2 separate regions of the Macaca mulatta genome follow, and region 1 is linked to region 2. The links are chromatin contacts, called in public Hi-C maps. All regions are on one chromosome and are shown on one strand. Each heading gives the region's core, a stretch centred on a gene start, on an enhancer-like site or on the middle of the called end of the contact. The rest is flanking DNA. Distances are from core to core; before and after follow the strand shown.

What was found. A called contact is a pair of places that touch in the nucleus more often than the background predicts.
Region 1: a contact with region 2 is called in a Hi-C map of fetal cortex germinal zone, with 1.9 times the contacts expected there. The contact joins the promoter of NECTIN1 here to the enhancer-like site in region 2. A contact is called at or near these places in 3 of 14 Hi-C or Micro-C datasets (cortical neurons, fetal cortex germinal zone and liver).

What each region holds. Positions count from the first base shown.
Region 1 is chr14:120,408,602-120,415,711 of T2T-MMU8v2.0, reverse strand. It overlaps NECTIN1 (nectin cell adhesion molecule 1), which reads left to right and starts at 1,277. Exons shown (of 6, transcript XM_015115962.3): 1 at 1,277-1,972. The coding sequence starts at 1,894.
Region 2 is chr14:120,352,321-120,359,424 of T2T-MMU8v2.0, reverse strand. All of the region lies in intron 5 of NECTIN1 (nectin cell adhesion molecule 1), which reads left to right. Among named protein-coding and RNA genes, the nearest start is that of NECTIN1, 59 kb to the left of the region's middle. Within about 2 kb of position 2,309, at least 9 of the 40 cell types and tissues checked have an H3K27ac peak or open chromatin away from gene starts, as enhancers often do. A contact at or near this core is called in fetal cortex germinal zone, where this site is marked.

The sequences.
Region 1 (7,110 bases), core at 28-2,527, 57 kb before region 2:
TGAGTGTTCATGAGAATGCCAGATCTGACTACTTCAGCGAGAAACCGAGACACTCCAGGGCTGGAACCCAGACAGTGGGAATATGGTGCTGTCTTTGCCCCTTCTACAGTGAAGAACCAGAATTTACATGTTATCAGAAACAGCCACTTCCCCTCTGCTCCTGCCCGCCTAGAGGGCTGGGCAAAGGGTAGAGGGAGCAGGGTCCCGCCAGGGTCTGGGGAGAATTCAGCTCTCCTTAGTGGCAAACTCTGTCTGTCTTCCTCCCCCAGGGGGAGGGGATGGGGATAGAAGGACCAGAGCAAGGGGAACAGGGCAGGCCTGGAGGGCGCAGTCGCCTTGGCAGAAATCCTACCACACCCGGATGTGGTGGGTGGTGAACGGGATGGGGCGGAGAGTCCCTGCCCTGCCAGGGACACTGACTGGACGATCCACTTTAGCGGGAACCCCACAAATCTCTCAAAACTAAGGTCCTGGAAACTGGAGGAGAGCTCGGTTTCAGGCTCTGTTTGGGCAAGTGCGGGGCGCGGGGTGCTTCAATTTTTGGGAAAGGAACCCCCGAAGGGAGCAGGGATTAGAAAAGAAACTCTACCAGAAACCTCAGTGGGCCCGTCTCACCCACTCATGCCCACCACCGACTTCTCTGGCAGCTCCCCGTCGCCCCGCGCACCGCTGCCTCTCCGTGGAGCCTCCAAGTGGTGCAGAGGAGAGGGATCTCCGGAGACGGTTCTGTTGCGAGCCCTGCCACGTTCCGCCCCGGGCGGAACTCTTCTTTGGGCCTTTGTTTCCTCTCCTGTGAAATGGGAGCAGGGTGGGAGCAGAGGACTTACAGAAGCCCTGCCAGCTCCGACGCTGCTAGCGGAGATTCTCCATCCCGCCCTCTCCTCCACAGCCGTCCCCAGACCGGTCCTAACTCCACCCCCACCCCCACCCCCCGCGCCTCGGCTTCGCCGGCCGCTAGGGGTCACTGCCTGCCTTTGTCAGCGGAGGAGGAGGGCAGCCCGCGCTCCAGCCGGCTCCCCAGCTGGAAGGCGGCCGAGGGGCAGCTCCCGAGCGAGGGTCCTGAACCGGACCCCGCGGCCCGCGCTCGCGATCCGCCTCTGCTTCGGTCGGGAAGGCGCGTGCGCTCGGGCTCCGACCGGGCCCTGGTGGGCGCGCATCGAGGCCAGGAGGGGGTTAACGCTAACCCCTCCCCTCTGGCTGACATCACGGGCGAGCGGGTGAGAGGCTGGAGCTCGACGAGTGAGAGAAAGAGAGCGAGAGCAGCGAGCGCGGCTCCACATTGTTGCGGATCGCCGGCACCCGGCAGAGCGGCGGCGGCTGGGACGCACGGCGCCTCGAACCCGTTCTCCTCGCGCCCAACCGCGCAGCCAGAGCCACCCGGGCCGCCGGCCGCCGAACCCAGCGCCCGCCGCCTGGGCCCCGAGCCTTCCACGCCGCCCGGGCGCGTCCAGCCACCCTCGTAGGACGGACGGCCATGGACGCTTGCAAGTTGGAGCCGAGCGGGAGGGTGTGAGCGCGCCGGGGCCAGGAGCCCGCGCCGCGCAGCCGGGCAGCCGGGCGCGCCGGGGGTGGGTCCCTCTCCCCAGCCCCGCTCTGCGTGGAAGAAGAGGGCGGGGACCGGCGCCGGGAGGAGAACGGAGGAGGAGAAGGGGCATGACTCGTGCAACTTGCGGCGGGTATCTGCCGAGCCTCTGAGCCGGCGACGGCCCGGGGCCCGGACTGCGGCCGCGCGGATCCCACCCAGCCCACCCCGCCCCGGCCGACGGCTGCGGCTGACCTGGATCCTCCGAGCGCCCGCCGGCCGCCAGCGATCTTCCTTCGTCTTCCGGGCTGGTTTCTGCAGCGCGAGGAGCGCTGCCCTCGCCGTCCCTCTCGCCGGACCCCCGGCCCCCGATGGCTCGGATGGGGCTTGCGGGCGCCGCTGGACGCTGGTGGGGACTCGCTCTCGGCTTGACCGCATTCTTCCTCCCAGGTAAGCGCGCTCACCTCTGCTGTCCCCACCCCCATCCAGTGCCTCCCCGGGGCTGGGAGCCGGATGGCGGGCACGACTGGATTGTGGGGAGTGAAAGGAGCCAAAAAAGTTGGGTCACGGCTTGGGTAAAGGGGGTGGGAGGTGGCACGGCGGAGAAAGAGGTTAAGAAGCCGAATAGCCTGCCCTGCAGGGAAGCAGTCGGATGCACGTCTCTATGTAGCATGAAAGCACTTTCTCCGCTCAGTTCTTCACAAAAATAATAATATGTAATAGCGTTCTATTTATTTAATAACCAGCTCTCTGCTCGGAAAGCAGTTTGGAAACACTGCGTGTTACATAAATGCAAAATAATCACCGTAATCACCGTCTCGGGGTGGGAGACAACAGCCCCAGGGAGAGGGCGTCAGTCTCGGAGCTGAGGGGTTGCGGGTTTGGAGTATGGCGGGGGCGGGGGGGCTTCGTTTCTTTCGGCGGCCCCTTTGCCAGACGGCTCAGGACGCTCGGGCCCCCTCCCGCCCCACACCGCCCCACAGCGGGCGCGGAGAGCCGGCTGCTGCAGCAGAGGCAGCTCCTCGCTCACCTGCGGTTCCTTTCCTGGAGGGTGAGGCCGGGGCAGCCTGGGATTGCAACCTCCGGGCCTGGCGCGGGACCGGGCTCCCCCTTGGAACTCTGCTCCCAGCTCTGGGGGCTCTCCCTGGAGGAGACGCCGCGGGCTTCGTGCCAACCAGGTAGCTGCATGACCCACTTTCCCGAGGGTGCCCCGCGTGTCCTTCCTCGAGGTGCGGGCTGCCGGCAGCCGAGGGGTTAACCTCGTGCCCGACCCCGGGGTGGCCCTGGTGGCCCATTCTGACGGGTGGGGTGGGCTCGGAGGCTGGGACCGGCCCAGGCATATTGTGCTGGGGAATGAACTGGAAAATGCGTTTAGGAGGCAAATCCGACCGAGTCCCCTCGCCTGGATTTAACCCTTTGTGTCCCTGGAGAAGCTGCCGAGCTCGCCGGCTGGCTGGACACCAAGCGCGGGTCAAGGGGTGTGGGGAGTTCCTCCAGCTCCCTGGGTAGAAACCAGAGATGACCTGCAGCTCTAGCAAGATGGGATTTTGAGGAGCGGGGAGGATCTTGACTGGAGCACATGGTCCCCGCCTTGGGGTGGCAGATTAGGGGGTCAGTGTACAGAGACTCTCTCCTCGTGGGGCAGGAATATTAGATCCCGAGTTCCTACAATGTGCGATGCCGCAGAATGGCCAGGCAGTTTGTTATCGAGAGACCAGTCTGGCTGCCTAGTTCCGGGGCTAGGGTGCCCTCCTGGAAGGCAGAAGCCTGGCCTCATTCCCTTCTATGCCTCTTCTGCTGCCAGCCAGCTCACTAGGAGGCCCCCACCAATCTCCCTGAGTGGTGGATGTCTGGGAAGCAGTTTGTGAAAGCGGGTACTGGGGTGCCTCCACCCCTGAAGCCTGGGGTGCTGCCCTGCTGGATTTTGGGGGGGTAGGGAAAATCCAGTGCTCACAGGTGTCACTGCTCACCCTCCCCCCAGAGGGTGGTCTTGGTGAGAGCCAGAGGTCTTCTCACACTGGATGGCCTAGGAAGCCAGCCTGAGATACAGAAGTTCCGGCTCTAGGACTTGCCTGGCCACTGGGATTTGAGCTTCCAGGAACCCTTCAATTACATATGTCCTTATCCAGAACCCAGAGAAAGGAGAGCTTCCCAGAGCTCTGGTTGGTCCAGCACACTAGGGGTTAATGTAATCCTGGGATGGACAAAGGGTGGTGGGAAGGGTTGGGAGAAGGGGAAGGAACCCACCCCATTCTCCCCTCCTTTTGTTATTCTCTTTCCCCAGCTTTGTGATCCCTTCATGGTTAATTCCTTCATTGGGGACTAGAGGCCTGCTGTGCTCCACCCACTCAGGAAGTGGGAGCAGGGAGGTGAACTCACCTGGCTCAAGGTGGATACAACCCCTGCCAAAAATCCACATGAAAGGGTGGGATGCAGAGAAAGGAACCAGGGTTGAGAGAGGTACTTAATAAATGCTCTTCCATCGACTATAATTGACTGATGGATAGCATCCATGCACCCAAGTTCCCAAACCGCCCAGCTCCTCTGCCCAGTGCCTGGGCTCCTGGGGCCTTCTCTGCTTGCTTGCTCTAGGGTCCATGAGTGCAGAGAGGCAGGTGGATACGGTTGTGCCCAGTCTGACACTTGGATGGAGGCTGGTTGGCCCAGAAGTTGCAAGTCCACATCCTACTTTGCATCACCTGCCAGCTTCCTCCCCATTGCCCGCTATAGCATCTCTCTAGGGACTTGCCAGTCTGGTGCTCTTTTCAGGGTTTTCCTGGGCTGTGACAGGGAACCTGGGTCTAGGGGTTTGAGGAGAGGAAGAGGGAGGGGCCTGGAGTGTATGCGATTGCCCCCAACTTCAAAACACTCCCAATTTGGCTACTGAAGTGTAAACACAGAAGTATGTTTTCAACAACACAGACTTCACTGAGCAGTGTGGTAAAGCCCCACAGGCCTCTGTTTCCTGAGATGACAATCCACGGTTTCTTCCTGTTAACTTAGAGGAGAGGGTCAGTGGGGCAGGTGGGTTACATCCCAAAAAGAGATGGGGGAGCCCGAGGAGGAGGCAGAGAACCTGCCTGAGAAGCAGGTGCGTTGAGCTGGTGTCCCACCTACACCACACCCTCCCTAATTGGCTTCCCTACACCTTTTGTCTGGAAAGAGAACACACACCCCAGGTGTCATGCACACCCTCGGAAGACCTGTCGGGTCACAGCACACCCCTCTCTGCAGCCTCTCTGCAGCTTGTGCAGAGCTTGCTGCCATGTGGTCTTTGAAATTCCAAGTGTCGGGGCTATTGGGTTATTTTCCTTCCTCTCTCTCTATTTCTCACATACAGTGGTGTGCTTCAGCTTGCTGGGCAAGGCATTATGGCAAGACCAGTTCTGCTGGCCTGGGGTTTGCAGCATGTATAAGTGGGAATCTCCTTACCCATTTATAAGGCAGCACTGTGGAGTGCCTTGGAATTGGATTCTAGGACTCCGTAGTCAAGACTGGAGGGGAAGAGGAGATACTGCAGAACTTGGGCCCAGTTGCCCTGGCTGAGTGACCCAGAAGGCATCTCTTTAACCTGAACTTGTGAGCATATGGGACAGGTAGCCCTCGTTGCCTGAGGCTGGCTGAGGTTAAGAGTGTTATCAGTTCCCTTCTCAGCCACTCACATTTGTACAATGAATCCACCTTGGCTACTGCTTGACCACCAGACTCTGTTGTATGTTGCCAGGATGGTTGAGCTGGCCAGAACCCTAGTGCTGATGTCTGAGCAAGTGAGCCCGGCTTGGGCGGGGGGCAGAGGGTCAGTTCCAGTTGCTGTGTCTATGATACTGCCATTGTTTAGCAGCTGACTAATGTTCATTGTTCAGCACGAACAGAAAACACCCAAGGGAGGTGTGAATGTATCTTCGATTTTTCCGATGGTATCTTTTCCTGGCTAACCTGGTGAATTGAATGCCTCCTACCTCAGAGAGGGACAGATAGAGAGGTGTCAGCATATTCACCTGTTTTGCTGATTTTAAAAAAAAAAAAACAACTTTAAACATTAGCCAGTGTGCCAGGCTAGAATGGTCATGAGCCAGTTGTGGAACTTAAGCTGTGACATTTCTGACAGTCTGCCTAGGGTCTCACCTTTAGTATAGAGTGTACGTGCACACACGTACCCAGGGCTTTGTGTGTTTGTGTTGGTGATCTGCCATTCACTGTGCATGTGCGCATCTGTGGGGACTAGGAGTAGGAGGTGTATGTACTTGTGTCTGTGGGTCGCTATGGGACTAGGGCCATAAATATATAACATCGAATGTATATTCACATGTAACTGACTGCTTAGAACTTTCTGACTAGGACTTTGTGAGTGGTCCGGACTTGAGAATGCATCTCTTATGTGTCAGAGTGTCAGTGAGGGTGACTTTGGGAGGGCACCCAAGATTTGCCCTTGGTTCGCTCTTCTAGGACACACTACCGGCCCCTTTGGCAGCTGGGAAGCCTCTATGCCGCTTCCTTTTTCTGCTCTGCCCTTGGCTTTAGGCTGGGCCTCTGCCTCCTCACAGGGAGATGCTGAAGACCTTGACCACACCGGGAGAGGGATTCCTCTCTTGTCAGCCTTCTGTTGTTTCCCTGGCAGGCAGAGCAGCACTGGAACCTGGCATTACCTGGGGCCTGGCCTGCCCGACGAGTTCTCATGATCCATGAACGGCTGGGAGGGGCAAAGGGAGACAGTTTTTCAGCTCCTAATTTGGCATCTTTGCTTCCTACATGGGTACTTAAGAAAAAGAATCATGGTGTGTGTGGGGAGGGGAGGTAGCATACTCTGGGCATTGAAAAAGGGTGTGAGCATGAGCTTTGGTCCTCTATGAGGGCCCTGCAGAGCTGTGTGTGCCCAAGTGGGCAACATACATGTGCCTGGAAGCATCTTGGGTTCGTGAAGCAGAAAGCAGGAGCCCCCTTATTGGAAAAAGAAGTGGGAATAAGGGACAAGGAGTGGGGAAGAGGGTGGTCCTGGGAACCCAGCACCCTGTGCCCAAGCCCAACTGGAAAATGTTTCCCCATGATGCCCACCCCTGTCCATAGAGACCAGGTCTGCAGAGCCAGCAGCAGATGTGCTGGCTGGGGCAGGAGGTAACTTAAGATCTGAGCAGGGATCACCTTGCAGAGGGAATGCCCTGAGCTGGAGATAACACCCTTTAGTCCAGTTAACCCTTTAAGCTCTGGATTCTCTCATGCTGTTGGGGGCTAGGAGATGCGGAAAGGGAAGAGATACGAGAAAACATACGGAACATAATATCTGTACCCCAGCCCATTCCACAAGGAGAGATGAACTCGGTGTAACAGCAGAGACCCGAGACGGACACAAAGAAAGACTTTCTGACAGCAGATTGTAGAATCTTCAGGGCACTAAATTATCCCAGGTTTGCCCTGGGTGGGGGACGGGGAGGCAATAGGTATGTATTCTCAGGGGGTGGGGGGCTCGTGGGAGGTCTGCCTTTCACAGCCTCCCAGGAGAGAGCAGAGCAGCAGTGGTCCCTGGTGCAGGGAGAGCAGCAGGCAGCTCAGTTCCTCTCCCTACAACCTGGTGATCACCCTGTCTTGGCAAC
Region 2 (7,104 bases), core at 1,060-3,559:
CAGAAGACTGGTCGGCAGTTCCTGGGCTCCAGCCACAAAGCTTGGGCAAGCCATGACAATTCGTGAGCTCTGAGCCAGTGTCTCTGGAGTGGGAGACCTCATTTGTGGGTACATTTAGGGCACAGTTGCAGAAAGAGCCATGTGAAGTTGTCCAGGGTCTGCGCCTACCTGTCCTCAGTGCTGTTCTGTCACCTCTCACCCAGGGGCGGCAATGTGGAGCCACTTGCTGTTGTCTGCAATCCCTGGCCTCGGCCCTGAGACTGGTCATATGAGGAGGAGCATCAGGGTTGGAGCCTGGGGAAAGCTGGGGGGTTCCCATGGGTTGGCAGGCAGAAGGGGCTGGTGTCACACACTTCTCCCCAGCGGGGAAAGTCTGAGTAGAGGAGCCTCAGGGTTACCCAAGCTCCAGCCCTGAAATACTGGGGGAGTCAAGGGGGAGGTGGGAAGGGCAGGGCCTGTGTTCCATGTGGAGTGGCCATAGAGAACATGACCACCCCTCAGGGAGGCACTGTCACACGGGGGACAGCACAGACCTCGCCTGAGTGTTCACACACTGGCTCTTCCTAGCTGTGTGGCCTTGAGCAAGTTCTTCACCTCTCTGAGCCTCGGCTTCCTAACCTCTAATGCGGAGATACTCACACTTGTCTCAGGCCTCTTACGATCACGCAGTACTCACTGCGCGGCGATACCTTCCCCTGATGGTGGGCTATCAACACGTGAGGGGTGTGGGCTGGGGGCAGGGGGGCCGGGCCACCTAGGGTCCCAGCTGGAAGAGGGACACAACATGGCTCTTGCTGACAGCCCCTTTAGGCAGGAGCAAGGAACGCATGGCACTCACTGAATCATTGATAGGCCCAGGAGCTGAGCGGCTGGCCTCCCTCGGACGGGACTCTCAGCCCCCTCCGGAGGACTCAGGGAGGTGGCCTGAGCCTTCTCAGGGCTGTGTGTTCTTGTGCTCTCAGGCAATTTCCAAGCAGCAGCTGACCTCACCACCCTCCATCCCACGTCGGCCAGTGCCTGCCACATTCTCTGGGGAGCCCACCCTGCAGGGCACAGCCATGCCCTTGCTCTAAGCCCCACTGGTCCAGAGGGGATGCATGAGCGAGACGGATAAGTGGAAATTTAATTTTTCATTCTGGCCATTCGTTCGGGTAATAACTTTGCCCTGGGCGCATCTGGAAAGGGAAATGAGGAGTGACTGGGGCAGGGCAGAAGGTGGGCAGCAGGGGGTGTGCTGAAGGGTCATGCGTGTGCAGAACACGTGTGTGCTGGGCCACTGCACACCTGCGCAGACTCGCTTTGGCACAGCTTCTTGGGGCCCTGGGCCCCCACGGAGGGAGCACTGAGTGGTTGCTGGGAGATGAGTGAGTAGGCTGGGCTGGAGGGCGGGGCGCCCAGGCCAGGGAAGCATGGGAAGGAAAATGGCTGGAGCAGAGTGGGCAGGGAGGAAGAAGCAAGGCCTTCTCTCTGTTGGCCACAGGGAGTCTGAAGGGCTCTCAGCCAGGAAGCACCATGGTGAGGTGTGTGGGTTAGACTGAGCATTCAGGGGGTTGCGTGGATGGCACCAGGACACCCGTTAGGAGCTGCCACCATGAGTGAGTCCCTAGTGGGAAACAACAGGCCCAGGCTGTGGCTGTGGTGATGGGGGCACTGAGGAGATGGACCCAACAGAATCTGTGTGTGCTTCTGTGGGCTCAGGCCCCAGAGAAGCCCCTTTTAGCGGCTCTTACACAGAGGAGCAGTTTCATAGGGTGGGCCCAGTGGTGACAAAATGAAGCTCCCTTCCTTCTCCCTCTGGGGTAATGACAAGATGGGGAGAGGCCCAGGGTGCAGCCTCGACCAGACTGAAAAAAGCAAATGAGGCAGGCTCTATCCCTGTGTGTGTCAGGAGGAGACGGGCCAGGCCTCTCCAGCTGGGACCCAGCCTCTTGCCACTCCCAAGAGCAGGGCAGGGAGGCTGCCAGGGTGTAGGATGTCCGTCCCTACTCCCATCCCGGGGTGCGGGGCGTCTGTCCCAACTCACATTTCCACTGAAACCCCGGGCTCAGCCCTTGCGGGTGAGGATCACAGTCTGCCCGTCAGGCCTGGAGTTCTTCAGACCCAGAGTTGTGGGCCTTGAAGGCCAGTGTCCTGGAAGGGAGGCAGGTATGAGCCTGCAAGTGTGCTTGTCCAGCCATGGTATGGACATGTGTCTCTGGGCGTGTAAATGTGAACCAGTGTGAGCAGGCTCCGTCTGCATGCTGAGTGTGCACATGGGAGCCTGTGGCTGTGCCGTGGCAACGTGCCATTCTCTGAGCCGGCGAATGGCAGTGTGTTGGGAGGTCTGAGAAGGCAGCTGCATCCGTGCCTCTGGGAGGATTCGGTTCTCCCCCAGCTTGCTGAGGCTCTGCCTGATGGTCTGACACGAGGCACAGCTGCTGCAGCTGCAGATGGACAAAAGGGCTTCCCAGAGGTGGACCCCAGGCCTCCCCACTCTCCCTGTGGCTGGCTGCACTGCATGCTGGGAGTGTAGTTCTTGCAGCTTCCGGGCCTAATCTGATGCCAGAGCATTTCCTGCCTGAGGAAGCACCAGGCATTGGTTTTGGAGGCAAACCCAAACATTCTCTTTGACCCCAAACCTCCAGATCCTAGATCCAGACTGTAAGCCCTAACACGTCACTGTACCTCAGATCTATCCAAAGCCCCCAGCACCAGCCTACCCACCTCAGAGAACCAGGACCCCAAAGGCATGCAGAGCCCCCACTTCCCCACTGTCCTGACCAGCCAGGGACCCCAGAAGAGAAGCTACAACCTTTCGGGAATGGGGACAAGCTGCTCCCTTTGTAAGAGGATGTGAGGGAGGCTGGCTGGGCCCCTGCCAGCAAACATAAATGACCCCGCGGCCTGGCTCTTCTCTCTTCTCCCAGCTGCGGCCCTTGCAGCTCTGCTCCTGGCACAGAGACAGGAGCTACTGGCTGAGTGTAACAGCTGGAGAGGTGGAGGGGGAGGGGAGGACGCTCCACTCCACCCCAGACAGCCCCTTCTGCTTGCAAATGAGTTAGGTCCCCACGCTTCTCCTTTCTTCTCTCCCTCGCTCAGTATCCTCACTCAAAAGTCTTTGATGCTAGAAGGTCATCCCAGCCATTCTGCTGCTGCTACACAGGCCCAGCCCTAAAGTAGCCAAAATAACTAGGGTTCTATTTGATCCCAAAAGATCCCCAGGAAAGAGTAAACCTCCTTAGAACTTGGGGAAAAAAGCTGGCCAGGTGCGGTGGCTCACACCTGTAATCCCAGCACTTCGGGAGGCCGCGGTGGGCAGATCACTTGAGATCAGGAGTTCGAGACCAGCTTGGCCAACATTGTGAAGCCCCGTCTCTACAAAATATTAGCCGGGTGTGGCAGTGCATGCCTGTAGTCCCAGCTACTCAGGAGGCTGAGGCACAAGAATTGCTTGAGCCTGGGAGGCAGAGGTTGAAGTGAGCCGAGATCGCTCTACTGCACTCCAGCCCAGGCGATGGAACGAGACTCTGTCTCAAAAAAAAAAAAAAAAAAGAAGAAGAAAAGGACTTAGGAAAAAAAATTAAGCAGAAGTCCTGGAGGAGAAAAAAACCTTGTATAATCTGGTCCCAAGCCACCACACCACTCCTCCTGTCACCCACTCCAGAGAAACAAGGTCCTAGTGGGCCCTGTGCAGGTTTATCTGAGTCTCTCCTGAATACTTGCTCCACCTAGAACAAGGCTCATCTCTAAGACATAATCTTGCCATTGTAGAATTCATTCTGTCGTTCAACAAATATTTCTTGAACACCGGCCACGTGACAGGCAATCTAGGTGCTTGGTATAAATCCATGAGCAAAACAGACAAGAAGTCCCTATCCTGGTGGAGCTTATGTTTTTGCATAGGAGGAAAGACAATAGATAAAATACATTTTTAAAAAATACGGCCGGGCGCGGTGGCTCACACCTGTAATCCCAGCACTTTGGGAGGCCGAGGCGGGCGAATCACAAGGTCAGGAGATCGAGACCACGGTGAAACCCTGTCTCTACTAAAAATACAAAAAATGAGCCGGGCGAGGTGGCGGGCGCCTGTAGTCCCAGCTACTCGGGAGGCTGGGGCAGGAGAATGGCCTGAACCCAGGAGGCGGAGCTTGCAGTGAGCCAGGATCGCGCCACTGCACTCCAGCTTGGGCGACAGAGCAAGACTCCGTCTCAAAAAAAATAAATAAATAAATAAAAAATAAATAAAAAATAAAAAATACGTAGCCTGGGCGCGGTGGCTCATGCCTGTAATCCCAGCACTTTGGGAGGCTGAGGCGGGTAGATCATCTGAGGTCAGGAGTTTGAGACCAGCCTGGCCAACATGGTGAAACCCCGTCTCTACTAAAAATACAAACATTAGCCAGGTGTGTGGCACGTGCCTGTCATCCCAGCTACTTGGGAGGCTGAGGCAGGAGAATCGCTTGAACCCGGGAGGCGGAGGTTGCAGTGAGCCAAGATGGCGCCACTGCACTCCAGCCTGGGCGACAGAGTGAGACTCCATCTCAAAAAAAAAAAAAAAAAAAAAGTAGTAATTTTGAAGGTGAAATTGAGGAGGAAAAAAAAAGAGCAGGGTAAGGGGATCCCAAGTGCTGTGGACCACAGAGGTGGAATGGGCTTATGAGCTGCAGTTTTAAATAGGGTAGTTGGGGAAGGTCTTGATGAGAAGGGGCTGTTTGAGCTGGGTCCCAAAGGAGGTAAAGGAGAGAACCTGGGGCCCCTGGGGAAGTGGCTTCCCGGGGGCAGGGCAGCCTATGCAGTGTGTGCCAGGAGTGGGGCAAGCCTGCAGGAAAGCAGGAACAGATGACTTCAGAGGTGGGGCGGGGCGTAGGGCACGCAGAGCATGTTAAGGCTCTAGGGAGACTCATTGGAGGGCTCTGAGCAGATGTGACTTACACTTTAACAGGATTTGTCTGGCTGCTGTGTGGAAAACAGTCCACAGAGGGAAAGGGTGGAATCAGGAAAGCAGTTAGGCAGCCATTGCAGTCAATAATCCAGATGAGAGATGAGGGTATCTTGGATCAGGGTGGTAGTGATGGAGATGGTGAGAAGAGGTCAGGTTCAAGGTGCATTTTTTTTTTTTTTTTTGAGATAGAGTCTTGCACTGTTGTCCAGGCGGGAGTGCAGTGGCACAAACTGGGCTTACTGCAACCTCCACCTCCCAGGCTCAAGCAATTCTCCTGTCTCAGCCTCCCAAGTAGCTGGGATTACAGGCACCCATCACTACACCCGGCTAATTTTTGTATTTTTAGTAGAGACGAGGTTTCACCATGTTGATCAGGCTAGTCTTGAACTCCTGACCTTAGGTGATCCATCCACCTAGGCCTCCCAAAGTGCTGGAATTACAGGCATGAGCCACTGTGCCCAGCCTGCATTTTCAATTATAACTTACAAACTACTTGGGATACCAGTCATTCTTGTGAAACAGATAAGACCGTACACTCTACCATACTGCAATGATGTGACTTGAGAGGTCCAGAAAATTCAAACTAGTTGAGGAAAATGTAGGAGAGCTTTATTTTTTATTGGGTCTCTGCTGTTGAAGAAAGCACAAAAGTAACAATAGTGAACTTATAAACTACTGCAACACACTGAAATGAGTCAATCCCAAATGATCATGAGGCTGCCACTTCCTCAAACCCTGTCCTCATTCCTGCAGAAGAGAAGAACTTTAACCATTTGAAAACTGGCAGAAGGACCACAGGCAGGCATGGTAAATTCTAATTTGCATTTATTTGCAATTTATACAGGCTTTACTATGCTATGTCAGTATGTGATTAATGGAATGACCTTAGCAATTGTTGCAACCAGAATGAGAGGTGCAGACCATTACTACATACAAATTCGAAAGAGAAAAAGATCATGGTAAACTGGAGAAGAGAAGGCTCCTGAAGAAGGGGCTGGAGAAGTGCAATAGGCAGGGAGCGAGGATGAGGAAAGGCATTCCTGGCGGGGCAGACTGCATGTATAAAGGCTTGTAGTAAGGAATCAACTTGGATAACAAGGACAGCAAGGAAGGTGAGTTGACCAAACCCAAGGTAAGGTTGCATGATGGAAGCTTTGAAGGCCAGACTGCACAGCCCAACAGGCAGCTGGGGAGCCATTGCTGATCTTTGAGAAAGGGAGTGGTTGTGTCTACACAGTGAAGATTAACCTGGTGACTGTGGGTGGGGTGACTCAAGGCAGGCAGAGGCAAAACAAAAGTGGGAGATTTAGGAATTGACCACGGCAGTAAAACCTGGCATAAGTTGCATGGTGGTGGCAGTGGTGACGGGGAGTTGTGTCGAATGGAGAGGGTTTGGAAGGAAGACGGCAAACCGGGTTGGTACAGATGGGTTTTGACGTGGTGCTGAGAATTGCAAACGAGGATGTGCTAGAGGTCAGTTTTCTAATGTGTCTGCCTAGATGTCAGTGATGTGAGACTGTCTTGGAGGCAGGAGGTATGGGGTTCATGCTCCAGTATGTTGGGAAACATGGCATCTGACGTGTCCCTCTAATAGTTCACAGTGTGCATGAGAAGGTAACAGGCTCTGATGCTTTGTCTAAGCCAACATTTCGACCCCCGTATTTTTGCTGACCCTTTGAGCCAATGGTTTGAGGTTCCATGGGCCACAGTTCGGGAGATGCTATGGCGATACAGTCCCAGAATTGGGCGAGAACTATGTACCCTAAATAATTTGGAGAGCCAGCAGGATAAGGGTGACTCCAGAAGCTGATACTAGTCTGTCACTAGGAAAGAAAGCAGAGAGTCAGGGCTGAGGGTCCCAGGACAAAGCATCCAGCGAGACAGCTGGAGCAGAGAGAAGGAGCAACACAGCCGGAGATAGCACTCAGAGAGGAAAGCCGAGGACCACGGAATCTTGTATTGGAAGGAAAGGGACATGTTTCAGAAAAATGGCAGCTCCCTCCATCTGGATGCTTCCTTAGCCTCCTGGCCTCTCCAAGTCCGGCCTCCTCCAAGAAGCCTTCTCTAATGCCAAGACACACCACCTCGTTCCCCTGCACCCTGCACTTCCCTGCCACTTCCCTTATCATCTGCACGTGCTGTCTCTGAGTGTCCTTTGCTTCCCCGGCAAGGCTGTGAGTTTC